Regions from separate parts of the Rattus norvegicus genome. Here region 2 is linked to region 1. The links are chromatin contacts, called in public Hi-C maps. All regions are on one chromosome and are shown on one strand. Each heading gives the region's core, a stretch centred on a gene start, on an enhancer-like site or on the middle of the called end of the contact. The rest is flanking DNA. Distances are from core to core; before and after follow the strand shown.

What was found. Hi-C and Micro-C count contacts between places; a contact is called where the count stands out from the background.
Region 2: a Hi-C map of Schwann cells shows a contact between it and region 1, with 7 times the contacts expected there. The contact joins the promoter of Hs3st3a1 here to the enhancer-like site in region 1. A contact is called at or near these places in 2 of 12 Hi-C or Micro-C datasets (Schwann cells and hepatocytes).

The regions. Positions count from the first base shown.
Region 1 is chr10:48,694,265-48,698,187 of GRCr8, reverse strand. No RefSeq gene overlaps it. Among named protein-coding and RNA genes, the nearest start is that of Hs3st3b1, 400 kb to the left of the region's middle. Within about 2 kb of position 1,892, at least 1 of the 93 cell types and tissues checked has an H3K27ac peak or open chromatin away from gene starts, as enhancers often do. A contact at or near this core is called in Schwann cells, where this site is marked.
Region 2 is chr10:49,591,070-49,594,992 of GRCr8, reverse strand. It overlaps Hs3st3a1 (heparan sulfate-glucosamine 3-sulfotransferase 3A1), which reads right to left and starts at 1,785. Exons shown (of 2, transcript NM_001172067.1): 1 at 1,226-1,785. The coding sequence starts at 1,785.

The DNA.
Region 1 (3,923 bases), core at 643-3,142:
GAACCAGAGAGTTCAAGGCTAGCAGAGAGCCGCTGGGAGAGATACTAATCTGGATAAATTAGTGCTAGTTCCAATGGTCTGTTGGAGCCGGAATTCGCAATCGCCAGAGTACTCACAGGAATTCGTCCCATCGCTCTTTTATTTTTACTGCAACAGGTTTGGTCTTTTCTCCTCAAGATTCTCAGCGTCTTAGTTTGGGTTTTATTGCTGTGAAGAGATACTATGACCACACCACAGCAACTCCTACTGTCATGGCAGGGAGCATGGCAGCTTGTAGGCAGATATGGTACTGGAGAAGGAACTGTGATTTTTTACATTTTGATCCTAAGGGAGCTTGAGAATCAGACACTCTGGCTAAGACCACCCTCAAAGCCCACCCCATACAGCGACACACTTCCTCAAACAAGACCACACCTACTCCAACATGGCCACACCCACTCCAACAAGGCCACACCCACTCCAACAAGGCCACACCTACTCCAACAAGGCCACACTTCCTAATAGTACCACTCCCTATGGGCCAAGCGTTCACACATAGGAGTTTATGAGGACCATTTCTATTCAAACAACCACTCTCAGGTTTAGTGGATCTTTTCAATTTTTCCTTTGTGTATGGTAGTAGTCACAGTTGGGGAGTCCACATGCCATAGTGGAGGTCACACATGTGAAGAATACAGTGGAAATCAGAAGATAATTTGTTTTCTCCATCTAACGTGTGGGTCCAGAGATTGATCAAACTCAGGTTGTCAATCTTGGCAGCAAGTGCCTTTATCCACTGATTTGTCTCACTGGTCCATATTTTTCTATGATAAGCATTGTGACAATGAACACTCTAAATTATTTGTTGTAGAATTATCAGGTAGATAAGCATACCTATTTAAAAATTTTAACTATGTTTACCATTTTATTTGTCTGTGCTTTCTAGAGAAACAGAATTGATAGCATTTATATTTTGAGAGGAAATTTATTAGTGGCTTACAGGCTGGGGTCCAGCTAGTCCAACAATGACTGTCTACCAAAGGAACATCTAAAAATCAACAACAACAACAACAACGGAACATCTTAAGAATCTAGTAGTTGTTCAATCCATGAGGCCGGTCTTCAGTGTTCCAAAATCCCAAAGAAGCAGGCTCTCATGTCAGTCAAGAGATAGACTTGCCGGCAAGAGTAAGAATGAGCAGGCAAAGAGAGAAAAAAGTTCCTTCTTCTATGTTCTTTATATGGGCTGTCAGCAGAGGGTATGGCTCAGGTAAAAGGTGGGTCTTACCACCTCAAAAGATCTGAATGAAAGATGAGTCTTCTTACTTCAAAAGATTTAATTAGGAAAAACAATCTTTGGAAGATGTACCCAGCCACTTGGGTTTTAGTGAATTCAGATGTAGTCAAGTTGGCAACTATTTTTAACTTATATATTCAGAAGTACTGATCTCCGAACAGTTTTCTCCCCTCATAAGTGTGTGCTGTCTTACAGCACCTAATGTCCTGTGCATCGGAATGCACTCTGCACATTGCTAGCACCGGGTACAGCAGAGCTCTTCATGTTTAAAACTGAACTTTTCAAATCCTTCTATTTAAGAATGTCTATTATCCTTAAACCCTGTCAGTCATTATTTACTCATGAATTTGTAGGTTAGTGGTTGTAACTCTTTAAATAATCCGTTGTTACCCAGCCAAGATTTTCCCGGATCTCACCACGTAGCACCAACTGGCTTTGAATTAGCACTTCTCCTGTCTCAGCCTTACAAGCACTGGAATTGCAAGCACACACCGCGTTGCCTGGCTCACTGTTAGTCAAGAACTCTTTGCAGTTTCAGGACTGTGGAGAAGGCTCGGTGGTGAAGAACTTTTTAGTTCCCAGCACCCCCGTGGCAGTCCACAAGCATCTGTAGCTCTAGTCCCAAGGGATCGCACACCCTTTCCACCCTCTGCAGGCTCTGCATACACGTGATTCACTAATGTACACCCAGGCAAAACACTCATTTATGTAGACTTTTGGCAAGTTGACTTTTCAAGATTTTTCTTCATAATAATCTCATTCATACGCACTGCTTGCTATTCATCCAAACTTAACAAAAGCATTGATGTTGAATGGGTTTAACTTTGGTTAAAAGAGTTCTCCATCTCATCAAGAATATTTTCCAAATGCTCTGTCTTTTGCCACTGTGCCTGTAACTTTGTAAAAAACCCATATTTAGTTTTTAATACACTTGGAATTTATTTTGGCATAATGAATAAAATAATCGTTCCTAATTACTTTCTTGTCTCAATAGAGTTAGCATACTTTTCGACGTGAAAAGAAGTTATTTATCTTTTGGCCACTGATATGAAACAATTTCAATTGTTTTCTATAATGAGTCATCATACATTTCTTAGCATTCCCTCAGGAGCTATAGGATAGAAATGGGTTCTCTGTATTATCCAGCTTTGAGAGGCCGCCTGCATTCCTTTGCTTATGATACCTCACAAGCACCACTGGGGTTGGTTACATGGGGTACAGTGCACATCATCTTCATAGGAGTGATCTGTGAGCATGCATTGGCAGAGAGAGAGAGAGAGACAGAGACAGAGAGACAGAGAGAGAGAGAGCGAGCACATCTTTGATGTAGTTTATTTTTTTAAAGGAATCTGAAGTAAAATGGCAAAGTGACTATATTCTCCAAATCCTCATGGTAGTTTCTATGTATTACATCCCTGCCTATGCATCTCTGTATATGAAAGATTTTATCACTGTGGTGGGCTGGAAAATGCCCCTGAAGAAAATAGAAGGTGGGTCTTTCTTCAATTTGGATTTTATTTCTTTCGAATAGATGCAGATGTGGGGTTGTTGAATTATATAGTAGCTTTCTTTTTAAAAATAAGATGTTTCTATTATTTTATGTGTATAAATGTTTTTCTTGCATACATGGATGTGTACCACAGCTATGTCTGATGCCTGCTAAAGCCAAAAGAAGGTGTTGGATGCCCTGAAATTGGACTTAAAGACAATTGTGAGGCACCATGTGGTTGCTGGGAATCAAATGCAGGATCTCTGGAAGAGCAGTCAGTACTCTTAACCACTGAGCCATCTCTCTATTCCCAGTAGCTTTACTTAAGTTAAGAGATATTTTCAAAAGTTGTCCCATCATTTTTATACTAACCAAAATGTTACAAAATTTCAAATTTCTCCACTAATCTCACCATTTACCATAGCTTGCTTGTCAGCAGTCATCCTACGAAAAGTGAAAACTTCGCCTTGTTTCCCATCCCAGTGGTTCTCAACCTTCCTAATGCTGCGGCCCTTTTATACAGTTCTTCATGTCGTAGTGACTCCCCCAACCATAACATTATTTTGTTGCCACTTCATAGCTGTAACTTCACTACTGTTATGAGCTGTAATGTAAATATTTGATATGCAGGGTATCTGATATGTGACCCCTGTGTGGAATCATGGCCCACAGGTTAAGAACCAGTGCCCTTGATGGGAAAGGATGCAGAGCCTCTCTGGATACCTGGTAGCCATTTGCTTATGTCCTTTAAAAAAAAATCTGAAGGCTTTTGCCCACTTTTAATCTTGGTTTTTTATTTTGTTTTGTTATATTTTGCTATTTAAGAGTTCTTTGTATATTTTGGATCCAATTCTAACTGAGACATGGTGTTTACAAATTGTTCTCCCCCCATTCCATTTGTATTTCGTTGCTTCTTTCCCCTACTGTCCAGAGGACTTTCATTTGATGTAACATCTATGTTTGAGTTTTGCTTCTGGTTTTAGTGTCATAGCCAAGAGATCAGTGTTAGCAACAATGTTAAGTTTTGGACTTCCTTTTAAGGGTTTTAAAGCTCTGAAATTAAAAAAAAAAGACAATGTGTGTGTGTGTGTGTGTGTGTGTGTGTGTGTGTACCTGCTTGTATATATGTGCACCATGTATGTTCTAGAAGCCAGAAGA
Region 2 (3,923 bases), core at 536-3,035, 900 kb before region 1:
GATATATATGCTACATCAGGGGAAGGCCAATTGTTTTTCTTTCCAATGAATGGAAAGTAACTGTTTTTAGAAGTGTTTAATGTTTGAATTCGACTTTTTTAGGACGAAACTATAAATTCAGCTCCTGAAATCAATCTGAACATGTTCTTGATTCTACAAGTGAATAAACTCATCACATCATGTCTGTCTGTATTTTATGAATGGCTCCTTCCATGTATCTCGACTGTGTCATAACGTTTCTAATATTGCTTCAGTTATAATGAGAATGAATATTTTATGAACAGGCTGAACTTTATAAAATGGGAAAATCCTAACCATATGAATTTTGTCCTTGAACTTGGAGGAGAGAGGAGGGGAAAAAAATCAGTATTTTTTTTTTTTTTTTTACCACAAACCAACTCCAGGCCACACTAGAATTTATTAGAGTTTGACAAACTCTGGTATTATAGGTGATCTGAATTTGACACTGGAAAATAAGCTTACCCTGTAAATGAGATTTACTTCCTAAATTGTATCCATCGCATTTCCCCATGATTCTCCCCCCCCCCATTTAAAATTAACTATCTTATTTGTAAAGATAATATGTAAAGAAACGCTTTAGAAATTTTTCTGTCAGGCGGATATATTATCAAAAAGTGTTTTTAAAATCCCAGTTAGTAGTTGCTGGCACTTGCTGAGGCATAGATTATCCAAACTACATGGTCTCTTGACACTTTTACTAAGTCTCTATATGACTTACCACCTTGGACAACTATCTGGCAAAGGGTCAAGGCAAATAAATACCGGAGCAAAGACCATGTTAACCACAGGGAATTACCCCACAGATAAAAGAATAGACGCAGGCTTCCTTTGGTAAGATAACCCAGTAATGAGGAACAGTTTTCTAACTTCAGAGGAATCTCTCTCTCTCTCTCTCTCTCTCTCTCTCTCTCTCTCTCTCTCTCTCTCTCTCTCTCTCTCTCTCTCTCTCTCTCTCCTTTCCTTTTCTTTTCCTTTATTTAATTGCTAGCGATTTCAAGGAGTAGAATGTTTGAGGAGGGAGGGAGTCCCGAGGCTTAAAATTAACCCCCCCCCTTCCTCTCTTAATCTGCCTCTCCTCAAGGGAGAAGGAAAGAATGGAAGCCCAAGTTGGGGACAGCTACTGCTTCTCCTTTGTCATCCCTTCCTAGTCTCCCCTTCTGCACAGCCAGCGCTCAGAAGTACCCACGGGGGTCCCCGCGCTCACCGGTACCAGGCGAGGCCCTTGTGGTAGCTGCGGTCGAAAAAGTGGGGCTCGGCGCCCATGGCGCGCACGTCGGGGTGCACGCGCAGAAACTCCAGCAGCGCCCGCGTGCCGCCCTTCTTCACGCCGATGATGATGGCCTGCGGCAGTTGCTTGCTGCCCTCGTCCAGGAGTAAGGCCAGGGTCCCAGGTTGGGCCTCTGCCACGCTGCTCCCCGCCCCGGAGCCGCCTGGAGCGGCGGCCAGCCCAGGGCTCTGCTCGTCCGGGTCGCTGCTGTCTCCTGGCCCTGGCCGCCCGCGCCTCCTCCGCTGCCGCAGCTGCAGGAGGCGCTTCCTTGGCGCCCCCGCGGGCCACATCGCCAGTTCCTTGGGTCCAGCAGGAACGCCGCGCCCTGGGACCCCCGCGACGGGGCCGGAGCCCGGCGGGCAGCGCTCGGCCAGGCAGTAGAAGACGTAGAGGGAAGTGAGTAGCGAGCAGAGCATCAGCAAGAACTTCCTGAAGATACTGCGCGACAGTGGCTCCGCCGGGCTGAGCTGCGCGCCAGAGGGACCCGAGGGGGCCATCCTAGCCCGAGGCGACCTTGGAGGGCGAGCCGGCCATGCTAGGCCAAGACTGTGCCAGGAGCCCCGCCATCCCCGCGGCCGGCCAGAGTACTGCCCCGCGGCCACATCGCCTGAGCGCCGCTGCGTGCGGGAGAGCTGCCCCGCGGGGCGGCAGCAGGAGCTGGAGCTGGGGACCGAGCACCGCGAGCCGTTCTTAGGGTCCCGGGCTGCGTACGACGGGGCGGGAAGGAGTGCGGGGCCGTGCTTAAGAAACCATAGTCTCGGGTCTGAAACGCGCCCGAGTCCGGAGCCTAGCTGCACAGAGCTCGACTCCCTGGGTCCCCGAGAGTCGGCGAGCAAGGGAGTCTCTGCGGTGGCGGTGGCGAAGGTGTTTGGCTTAGCAGGGTTCTGAGCGGCCACCGGTGCTGAACTAGGATCAGCGATCGCGCATCCTTAGCTTGGTCCGGGTGGAGGGGATGCAGGGCTCCCGGGCCAAAGAACTGTGTGCGCTCTGGTTAGGGAGAGTGACCTTTTTCCCAGCCGCTGGCTGTTCTGCTCTCCTGGCCCGCCCAGGAGCGTGTCCTGAGTCCTGGCTCAGATAGTCTCAGCAAGGGAGCAAGCAAAGTCCCCGTTATTCCCTCTGTCCGAGTGGGACTCCAGCCTTCTGGCCTCTTAGGCGCTCCGGAAGTCTACCCACTCCTCTGGGGCCCCAGCTGGGAACAGCCTGGAGTGGCCCGGTTGCGCGGGACCTGTCAGCCACGGCTGCCACTGTGCTCCTAGGCTCTCTCCGCAGCCTCCTCGGCCGCTACCGCCACACGTGGGACGCGAAGGACAGCAAACTTGGTGGTGACGTCAACGGCCCAGGCCAGACCAACGCCAGGATCCGCGCTGGGGTGCAGAGCAGAGACCGCAGGGGCCGGGCTAGAGAGGCAGAAGGGGTGGGACCGAAGGGGGAAAAAAAGGTAACGAGGCACCGCCCAATACACTGGAGAGGGCGCGTACAACAGAGGCGACGCCCCTTCCTCACAATCCCTCTCTCCTTTCCTCCCTCCTCCCCCTAACCCCAGGTCTCTGGGCCGCTGTCAGACTAACAGTGCCAGTATGATTGCCTGGGTCTAACGCCCCTTGTCGGATTAAGTGTTCTTAGAGCTCTCCAGTTCAGTTTACCCTTTCGCAGCCTTAACAACCCCAGATCCCCACTCCCCGCTTCCCTCTGGCCCCAGCTTCTGCATCCCAATCCTTTTCCAGCCCATCCATCACATCCCCTCTGGTCTCACAGACTTCTGAAGTTTTGTTTCCAGGAGTTCCTGGCAGGCCACGCCCCCATTTGTCTGGGCAAAGAGAATGAATGCTTCAGTACAGATTTGCCTTCTACCTCGCTGTCCACTGAGGGCCCTTGACAAGCCTTCTTTTGGTTTTTCCCTTGGATTTATTTAAAAGGATTTAAGAGCCACAAAGGAACCAGAAAGGAACCCCTTAGGAAATAGATCAATAAATACACCAAAAGAAGAAATTATGGTTTTTTTTTTTAAAAAAAAGGAAGTACAATTCCAAATCCGCCTACCCAGTCGTTGATAAAGTTTAATACTTTAAATATGTACACCATCTACATGTGTGAATGTGTTCTCACTCTTCGAGGGCTAAGAGTCCTTCCCTAAACAACAGGTTCCTTTTTCTCTTACTTCCCCTGACCCCTATTTTCTTTTATTTCCCTTCCTGTACCCCCAGAGCAAGTCACAAAGGGGTAAAGTGTGCCCCTTGCTGGCTCCTGGGGAGGTGGCCAGTAGACTGTGCAGGAGATGTTGGAGGCTTGATTGCTTTCTTTGGGTGTTACCTGGTGATGATTTTGTTTTTATTCATTTATTCTTATGGTATGTGTGTCTCTTTTGCCTGCACACATGTTTGTGCACCACGAGGGTGCCTGGTGCCAGCGGAATCTCCTTGAACTGGAGTTACTGACAATTATGAACCTAGATGTGGGTGCTGGGAATTGAGCCAGGTCCTCTAGAAGAGCAGCCAGGGCTCTTAACCTGCTGAGCTATCTCTTCAGCCACCAGATATTTTATTTTTGTTCTGATCATATTGCTTTTCTTTTCCTGGCTGTCTCCCTCAAGATACCTGGCAATGTGGGCTGTGCCCTGGTCACTTTAGTCCAATCC